Regions from separate parts of the Sus scrofa genome. Here region 2 is linked to region 1. A link is a contact called in public Hi-C data. All regions are on one chromosome and are shown on one strand. The core of a region is the stretch at or near the end of the contact, and the rest is flanking DNA. Distances in the headings are between cores, read along the strand shown.

Region 1 (4,343 bases), core at 513-3,012:
GTGGGGGACTTGGGTTGCTCCAGGGCACAAAAAGGCCATCCATGGTCACATCTTTGCACTTGGACAGCTGTGCTGCCTTCTGAAAAGAAGCCATTTTCTTCCACGGTATTTAAAAAAAATAAACGTTAATTTGAGAGTTGCTTTAGATTACAGAACAGTTGCAAGGGCCACACAGAGTTCCTGTTCCCGTATGATTCCGTTTTCCAGCGCTTAACATCTTTTTTTTTAAAAAAATAGATTTTATTGGCGTATGGGTGACTTGCAATTTGTGTTAAGTTTCAGGTGTAGAGAAAAGTGAGTTGGCCATACATATACGTATGTCCATTCTTTGTCAGATTCTTTCCCCATATAAGCTATCACAGAGTATTGAATAGATTTTCCAGAGCTATAGCTACAGGTTCTTTTTTCTTTGTTTCCTTTTCTGGCCACCTCTCGGCATATGGAGTTCCTGGGCCAAGGATCAGATATGAACTGCAATTGCTACCTATGCCACAGCTGCAGTGATGCTGAATGGATTTTGTATATAGCCGACAGCATTTAACGTTTTACCATGCAATGCTCCATGGTCACAACTAAAGAGTCACTATTGGGGCATCTTTTTTTTTTTTGCTTTTTTGGGCTGCACCCTCAGCATATGGAGTTTCCCAGGCTAGGGGTCTAATCAGAGCTACAGTTGCTGGCCACAGCTGCAGCTGCAGCAATGCCAGATGCAAGCCGCATCTGAAACCTAACCACAGCTCATGGCAACGCGGGATCCTTAACCCACTGAGCGAGGCCAGGGATCGAACCTGCAACCTCATGGTTCCTACTCAGGTTCTTTTCAGGTGCACCGTGATGGGAACTCCAGGACATCCTTTTAACTCAGGTCAGCGGCTTATTCAGAATCCACGTCTTTGCCCCTGCTGTCCTTTCTCTGCCACGGGACCCCATCCAGATCGCTGGCATCTCTTCATCGTCTCCCCAGGCTCCAGCGCTGTGAGTTCCTCAGAGTTCCTGAGCTTTTGCCGACCTGGACAGTTTTGAGGAGCCCTGGGCAGTGTTTTGCAGGATGTCCGTCCGCTGGAACACGACTGATGTTTGCTCACAGTGAGGCTGGAGCTCCCGGTGACTGAGAGGAGGGAAGGTACTTCTGACTCTAGAGGAGGCGACCTCCAAGCACATGCTTTTCACTCCTCAGATGTCACCCGTGGAGGACCTGAGGCTGAGCGACAGAGTGAGGGGCATTTGTCTTTGAGGGATGTTGGCATCTATCTGCTCCCAGCATCCCTCTGCCTGGACCTTCTTTCAGGTCCGCTCCTGGTCTGCCTACATCGTGCTCATTTCTCCTCTGCTCGTTTGAAGAAGCCATGTGACTTCTAAAGACAGACCTTCCAGGGACTTCCAGAGCATCTTGGGTTTCCTCTGCCAGGGTTATCTGCTGCTTTACATCTGCACTACCCCCCGTGGACTGTAAGCTACGGGCTGGTAGCAAGGTTTCGATTTCTTAGAGCACAAGCATTATAGCTCCGAATGAATGAATGAATGAATGAACCAGTTGTGTAGGAGCCAGGACTCCACCTGCCTAGCTGGGATCCGCCAGCCCGTGAACTCTTTGACCCTGGGCTGCTCCATGGGTCTAATAATTCCGGGGCCCACCTGGCCAACGCGGGGAGGTCCCAGAGGTGCACGGGGCCTCGGGCTCGCCTAGAACACGCCGCATTGTTAGGGCGGCCAGGCCAGGGGACCGGCCGTCCCGGGCGCGGCGGCGGCGATTGCCCGCGTCGCCTCGAGGGGCCCTGCGGCGGGCGCGGCCGCGAGCCAGGAGGACGGGCCCGCCCGCTCGCTGCTCGCGCTGCTCGGCGCCCTGCCTGCTGCGGCCATCGCCCCGCGGGACCGCGCCGCCGCTCGCCCAGGTACTGGAGGGGGGCACGCGCCGCCAACCTCTTTGTTTCGGGCCCGGCGCCGGGGCCTGCGCCCTGGGCGCGGCGGGCAGGGGGCTCGGGGCGCGCGGGGACCTGAGCTGGGGGCGAGCGGGGGAAGAGATCCCCGCCAGGGTCCGGGAAGCCGGGAGCGCGGCGCAGGGACGGAGGCGGGTGGACGCGGCTGGGGCGTGGGCGGGCTCAGCCAGGGTCCGGGACCTGGGCAGGGGACGGGGGCGCGGGGACGCGGCTGGCGCGCGCGGGCTCGGCCAGGACCCGGGGACAGGGGCGCAGGGGCGCGGAGACTCCGCTGGGGCCCGGGCCGACGCGCTCAAGGGCCCGCGGGTCCGGGGCGCCCTGGTCGGCGGGCGCGAGCCGGAGCGGCACCGTGGCGGCGGCGCCCGGGTGGACTTCGCTCCTGGGACGCGTCTCGAGAGTCCCGGGCGGAGAGCCGAGCTGAGAGCTGCAGACGGGAAGGCTCGGGATCCTTCTCCCGCTCTTTGCAAGCGGGCTTTCCGGTGCGTCTCTCTTTTCCTTTGCCTGAGTTGGGCGGGAGGCGGGGGTCCCCGGGCCGGCTTCCTTCCTCACTGCTGAAGGAGCGGGGACCCGGCGGGGGGCGGCCGGGGCCGGGGCCACCTGTGGCACGTGCCTGCTGGCACGCCCGCGCTGTCGCTGACAAGCAGGAAGAGGGAGGGTCCGGGGCCCGGTGGGCGCCGCCAGGGTCTGATAGGTGAGCCGGGGGGTCCTCTGCTAAAGTGATTTGAAAACTCTGTGTGGCGGGAAGGGGCTGAAGATCGCCACTGGAATTCTTGAGACGGCGCAGCCGGGTGACCCGTGTTCTCCAAGGAGGTTGAAACAGAAAAGCCCAAAGAGTGTGGGGCCCGCAGAGACCTCTGTTGAGGGAGGTCACTGCCCACTTAGAAGCCCCCGAGACCCCGAGGGTGTCCCTGTCCTTCCCACACTTTGATCTTCCGGCAGAGCTCTCCCTCCTTTTTCCCTTTTTGTGATGTGAGTGCAGGACTGAAATAAATAGACTGAGGGTGCGGAGGTGAAAAGTCTCATCGCAGCTGCGTGCAGAGTCCCCAGGACCATCCATGCTGGCGTTTTGATATATTCGGTCTGTGCATTTGATTCTTTTTGAAGTGCTTTCGTTCGTACTTTGCCTTTCGAAAGAGATTTGTGTGTCTTCACGATTCTTCCCTCTTGAGAGCCTAGGAGGTTGTATTTGCAAATCACTCAACACGTATTAAGAAAGGCATTTCTGTGCAGAGGCCTGGAGGGGTCCAGGAGTCGCTGCAGCTGGAGGGTGGAGGGGACAAGGCCAGCCGGTGGAGAACCAGGGGACCTCTGCCCAGGGAGCTGACTGTGGGAACTGGCAGGAGGCCAGACTCCTGACCTCAAAGACAAAGTAATAGTAGTCTTACTTGGTCATATTACAAAGTCATAGTGACCCTGGAGACAGAGTAATAGCATGGTTGTAGCAAGTGTTTTCTTGAGTATTTGCTTGTGCTAAATGCTTTGCATGCTTTCACCCGAATAACAACCTTTGGAGGGAGCTGGGATTATTGCTCCGTTTTACAGATGTGCAAACTGAGCGGCAGAGCAAGGCTAAGTACCTTGCCCAAGGTGAGGAAACGCGGTGGTGGTGCAGCCCAGGATTTGGCCAGGACAGTGAGGTTCCAGGGCCCTGAATTTGCTGCTGCTTGTCTGACTGTCAAGTGGTTGCACGTCCTGACGGCACATTCCTCAGCCGAGGTGCCAAAGTTAGCAGCGGCTGCTGCGGCAGAAGAGTTATTCCTTTGCAAACCAGCAAGAAGACAGAAAAAGTAGCCTCAGGGCAGCACTGCCTGCTCCGGGATGCAAATTGACTTGGCCTTTACAAAGTGTAGCTTTGGCACCTATTGGATTCATATGGAGCTATTTGCAAATGTGAGCCTGGGAGCTAAGGGTCACGGGGTCAAAGTATGTTCCTGGGCTGCAGGAGATATTGCTGAGGGGATAAAAATGGTCAGGGAAGCAGGCAAAAGGCCAGAAAAGTGCAGGGAAAGGCCTAGAGGGGAAGATTTCTGACACCGCCCCCCTCCCCCGGGGGGTGGGGGGGGAAGGCGGGCGGTGGCCGTTTGCACCCAAGGCCCAGTTGACCAGTGAGTACGTTTGTTCAAGTGCAAAGCAGTTGGGGGCTGGGTCAGAACCGGTCTTCCCCACCCCTGCTCTCCGCGCCTGCGCCTGCGGTGGCTGTCCCTTCTCTGGGGTCAGTGGGTGTTCCTTCGCTGGGGTCAGCCTGCCCTTAACCACCACCAGGTTGGGGAGAGCCTTTTGTATCCCCTCCCCCCAAAACTCCTCTGAGAGGAAGTGCTAGATGTTTCTGCAAGAGAAGCAGCCAGCCTCCAGCAGGCAGAGGTTACTCTTGCATCCCGGCCCCGAGACCCCGAGGGGACCCGGCCA
Region 2 (4,343 bases), core at 947-3,446, 84 kb after region 1:
TGTTCCTGGTGGTGGCGGGATTCAGGCCTCCCGGGTTTGGGAGCAGGAGCCCGCTTCCTTGTCCAGCTGAAGCTGTGACGGTGGCCCTCGGTGTCAGGCCCTCTGACCCAGCTGCCCTCTTCTGTGCCCAGGACCCTTCTCTGCATGGCATTCGCCTGCTGTGCTGAGTGCAGGGAGCCCTTCCTGGAGGCTGCAGGAGAGCTGGCGCTCAGCTCGGGCTAACTCTGAGCCACCAGGGCTGCCTGAGTTCCTGGGGCAGGTCTGGTCTGGCATGACTATTTGGAAGCGTCCTTCACTGCCCTGGTTGGAGAGGAGAGGTTGGTGCCAGGCTGTGCCCACAGGACCTGGTGACCTCCCGTGACCCCTGCACCTCATGACGTCATGCTCTGCCAGGCGGAGGTTCCCTTGTGACCACCTGAAGTGTTTGGGACCCAGCAGCCAGGAAACTTCACGTGGCCCTCCTGCCCTGACCCCTTGGCTGTTGGCCTTGCTGCTCATTTTTCTGGGCCTTTTCTGGTAGCACATTCTCTTCCTGTTTATTGCCGTGGCTTAGAATGTGGCCATGGAAGTTCCCATCGTGGCTCAGTGGGTTAAGAATCCGATGCAGTCTCTGAGGATTTGGGTTTGACCCCTGGTCTCAATCAGTGGGTTAAGGGTCTGGTGTTGCCACAGACTGCAGCATAGGTCACAGATGCAGCTCGGATCTGGTGTTGCTGTGGCTGTGATGTAGGCTGGCAGCTGCAGCTCCCATTCTACCCCGAGCCTGGGAACCTTCATATGCTGCAGGTACAGCCCTGAAAAGAAAAAAAAAAAAAAAAGGTGGGCACCAGGTTTGAGTGATACACTGACTAGAAATGACAGGCGGTGGGGCTGAGAGAAAGATCTGGGAGGCAGACCTCCCTCTGTAAATGTCAACTGAGCTGATGAAACCTGCAAACAAGGCTCCCAGTTTCCTGGAAGCCGGCGTGAGAGGGAAACCGCAGTATTGGCCTGTGCCTTATCAGCAAGGAGGGAAAAAGCAAATCAGTGGAGAAAGTGCCACGTGGGAAGCTATGCCAGGTGTTGACTGTGGCCGGGGACAGGTCCTGCACGACAGCTGCACGGACATGCTCCCGCCCATGGCCAGGTCCAGATGAATTCTTCTTTTAGAGGGACGTCGGACACAAGCTTTGAAGTGCAGCCTTCTCAGAACCCTTGGCATTATGTGGCTGCGGCTGTTGGCACGGCATTTAGAAATAGATGCCTTATTGTCGCTCTGGGTTACACCTGCGAGACGTCCATGGCATGTCATCTCCTGGTTTGTGGAGTGGATGACTCGCTGGTTGTTGAGATAACTACGGTAATCTTTAGTGGTGGGAGAGGGGTCAGGCTCTTTGGGACTGGGTCACGCGCATCCTCTAGTTCTTTCTATAGGTGGACCTGCTTGCTCATGTGCATGTGGCACAGACTAAGACTAGAACAGTGAGTGGGGCTTGAGTCAGCTCGGGGTCCCACCTAGGCTATAACCGTGAACTGAGACCTCCCACTTCTGGGGTCCACAGCCATCTTCTGTAAAGTGGGGACGCCCCCCACGTCCTCGAGGGGTGCTCAGGTTGGGATGAAATAACATAGGGAGATTCTGAGCCTTGGCTCTGGCGCATGGAAAGTACACAGCGAGTGGGAAAAAGCCTCATGTGTTGTTGGGTGAGTTCAAGGGGGCAGCGCAGCCTTTGCTGTTTGCATTTTGGGTTTGCCCCTCCTCTTGCCATCTGGTGGGGAGAGAACCAATTTGATGGGTTCCGCAGCATGCTCTCTGCTGTGGTGGGGGCGGGGTGGGGTGCAGGGACCTTGACCGCCACGTCTGGGACCTTGAATCTGGCAGCCCCTCGTTTGTCGACATAGAGGCGGTGGAGAGCCGATGGCAAAGAGCCTGTGGTCGGGATGCGGGGGTGTGTGTGTGTGTGTGTGTGTGTGTGTGTGTGTGTGTGTGTGTGTGTGTGTGTGTGAGATTTCCTCCAGCTGGTGGCTGGTGGCTTGATTGCAGGATCTCTTCACGACTCGGGGCTCTGAACGTGGCCTGACAACTTTTTATTGATGTCCGAGGCAGCCAGTGTTGTTTGTTTTTCCATCTTATCTTTGCCTTTCCAATGCCGTCGGCCGCAGGAGACAATTCGTAGCCGTGCCCCAGCGGAAACGCTTTCCCGGGGCTGGTGGAGGGTTTGTGGGGACACGGCGTGTCCACGTGCAAGAACCGCCCCCACGGCCGCACCCTCGGTCGGGAGAGGCCGATTTGCGTCTGAGAAGTTCCTCCACTTCAGAGCCGCCGCCGTCCTTGAAAGGGGCCCCAGCTGCCACTTTCCGGGGGCCACGTGTGGGGGGCAGTCCAGGCAGTGCCTGACTCGGGACGCAGGTGCAGGCCCTCACCTGGCGGCTGGCACCACTCGCCCATTGTTTTTGCCCGACCATTGTGGTTTTTCTACTGGAGGAGAGGTTGAATAAGAATAGCTTCTGAAATTTGAGTCGGCTGTTTACTGAATTTAGCTGGCTTTATTTCCTTTGTTTAATGACAGGGAAGACAATGGGTGGTTTCTGTCGCAGGTGACATTAGGAGTCAGATTACACAGGTGGAGGCTGGTTTCCACCCTGGGATCTGACAGCTACACCTTTGTATTTGTGTGTGTGTGTGTGTGTGTGTTGTTCGCTTAAATTCACAAAGTCAGAGGAAGTGATCAGAAGCCATGAGGGTCACAGGAGGCCAGCGTGACTGCTACGTGTTCATGAGCCTGTGCTGTCACGGTCACATTTCCCACCAGTGGCCCATGATGGGTTCTCTCAGAAGTTTTGACTTTTTTCAGCAATGAGGTTCTAGTGCACAGCACAGGGAACTACATCCATTCTCTTGGAATAGACCATGATGGAAGATCATATAAAAAGGAGATATATATATATATATATATATATATGTCACTTTGCTGTACAGCAGAAATTAGCACAACATTGTAAATCAACTGCAGTTTTTTTAAGAAGTTCATAAAAAAATAAAAACATAGGCAAACACATGATACTAAATTTGTGGTTACCAGAAGTGGGGGTAGGAGGAAGGCAGTTAAAAGCTACAAGTTTCCAGTTACAAGATAAATAGGTACCAGGCATATAAGGTACCACCTGACACCTATAATTAAGACTGCTATATGTTACATGTGAAAGTTAACAGAGTGGAGTTCCCGTTGTGGCTCAGCAGGTTAAGAACCCAGCACAGTGTCCGTGAGGGTGGGGGTTCGATCCCTGGCCTCGCTCAGTGTGTTAAGATCTGGTTCAGTGTGGTAAGGATTTGGTTTTGCCGCAAGCTGCAACTTGGGATGCAGATGCAGTGCAGATCCTTCATGGCTGTGGCTGTGGCGTAGGCCTGCCACTGCAGCCCCAACTGGCCCCTACCCTGGAAACTTCCATATGTGACAGGTGTAGCCCTAAGAAGGAAAAAATAGTTAAGAGAGTAAATCCTAAAAGTTCTCATCACAAGGAAAACATTTTTTTCCCATCTCTTTAATTTTGTACCTATGTGAGATGATGAATGTTCACTAAACTTACCGTGGTCATCCGTACCCAACATGTGTAAGTCAGATCACTACGTGGTCCCCCTTGACGTACACGGCGCTGTTGGTCAATTACGGCTCAATGAAACCGGAAGAGAAAACGATAGGAAAAAGTTGTGATTTATTTCAGAAAGAAGGCCCACCAAACTGGATGACTGGAAGTGTGAGATGATGAAAAGGAAGCTACTTGGGTGATACTTCCTTTATTTTATGGCACAATTAGGTAGCAGCGACACGTTGCCATCTGTCAGATGGATGCTGATCTGTAAAGAAGTGTGACTAGAGCCTGTGGAACAGGGTTCTCTCCCGCCGGCTCCCGTCCACAGCAGGCTGTCTGTATACCTGGCTTGTCCTCGTCAGTAAGTGTCGGTATTCAGTCGGCTCCGGGTTATTCCTTGCTTGCAGGTTGTTGCCACCACTGTCGTGAACTTGAGAGGCACAGACGGGGGTCTGCCTCGCACAGCAGGGTTGTGGCTGAGCTGGACACGTCGTTTTCTAAAAGTCACAAACACCTGTCCACGTGTGTGTGCAGCACACTGTCGGGAGCCACAGTTGGCCTGTCAGAGCCTGTGTATCTCATACAAACATATTGGACCAGAAGAACCAGAGGTTAAGTGGTTTCAGGCCAACAGAGACTTGCACATTTCATTGCTCTTTAATCGCTCGGATCGTCAGGAAATAGAGAAAAGTCTCAGGAATCCTGTTGGATCCAAGTCCAAGTCTTGCCCTTGGTCAAGAGAACCAAACCTGACGTCCATGGTTTTGGTTAAA

Evidence for each region. A called contact is a pair of places that touch in the nucleus more often than the background predicts.
Region 2: a contact with region 1 is called in a Hi-C map of liver, with 4 times the contacts expected there. The contact joins the enhancer-like site here to the promoter of TNS3 in region 1. A contact is called at or near these places in 8 of 47 Hi-C or Micro-C datasets (alveolar macrophages, embryonic fibroblasts, epiblast stem cells and 3 more).

The regions. Positions count from the first base shown.
Region 1 is chr18:48,959,176-48,963,518 of Sscrofa11.1, forward strand. It overlaps TNS3 (tensin-3), which reads left to right and starts at 1,763. Exons shown (of 31, transcript XM_021079356.1): 1 at 1,763-1,892.
Region 2 is chr18:49,042,330-49,046,672 of Sscrofa11.1, forward strand. The region is part of intron 4 of TNS3 (tensin-3); the gene reads left to right. Among named protein-coding and RNA genes, the nearest start is that of TNS3, 84 kb to the left of the region's middle. Within about 2 kb of position 2,197, at least 16 of the 83 cell types and tissues checked have an H3K27ac peak or open chromatin away from gene starts, as enhancers often do. A contact at or near this core is called in liver, where this site is marked.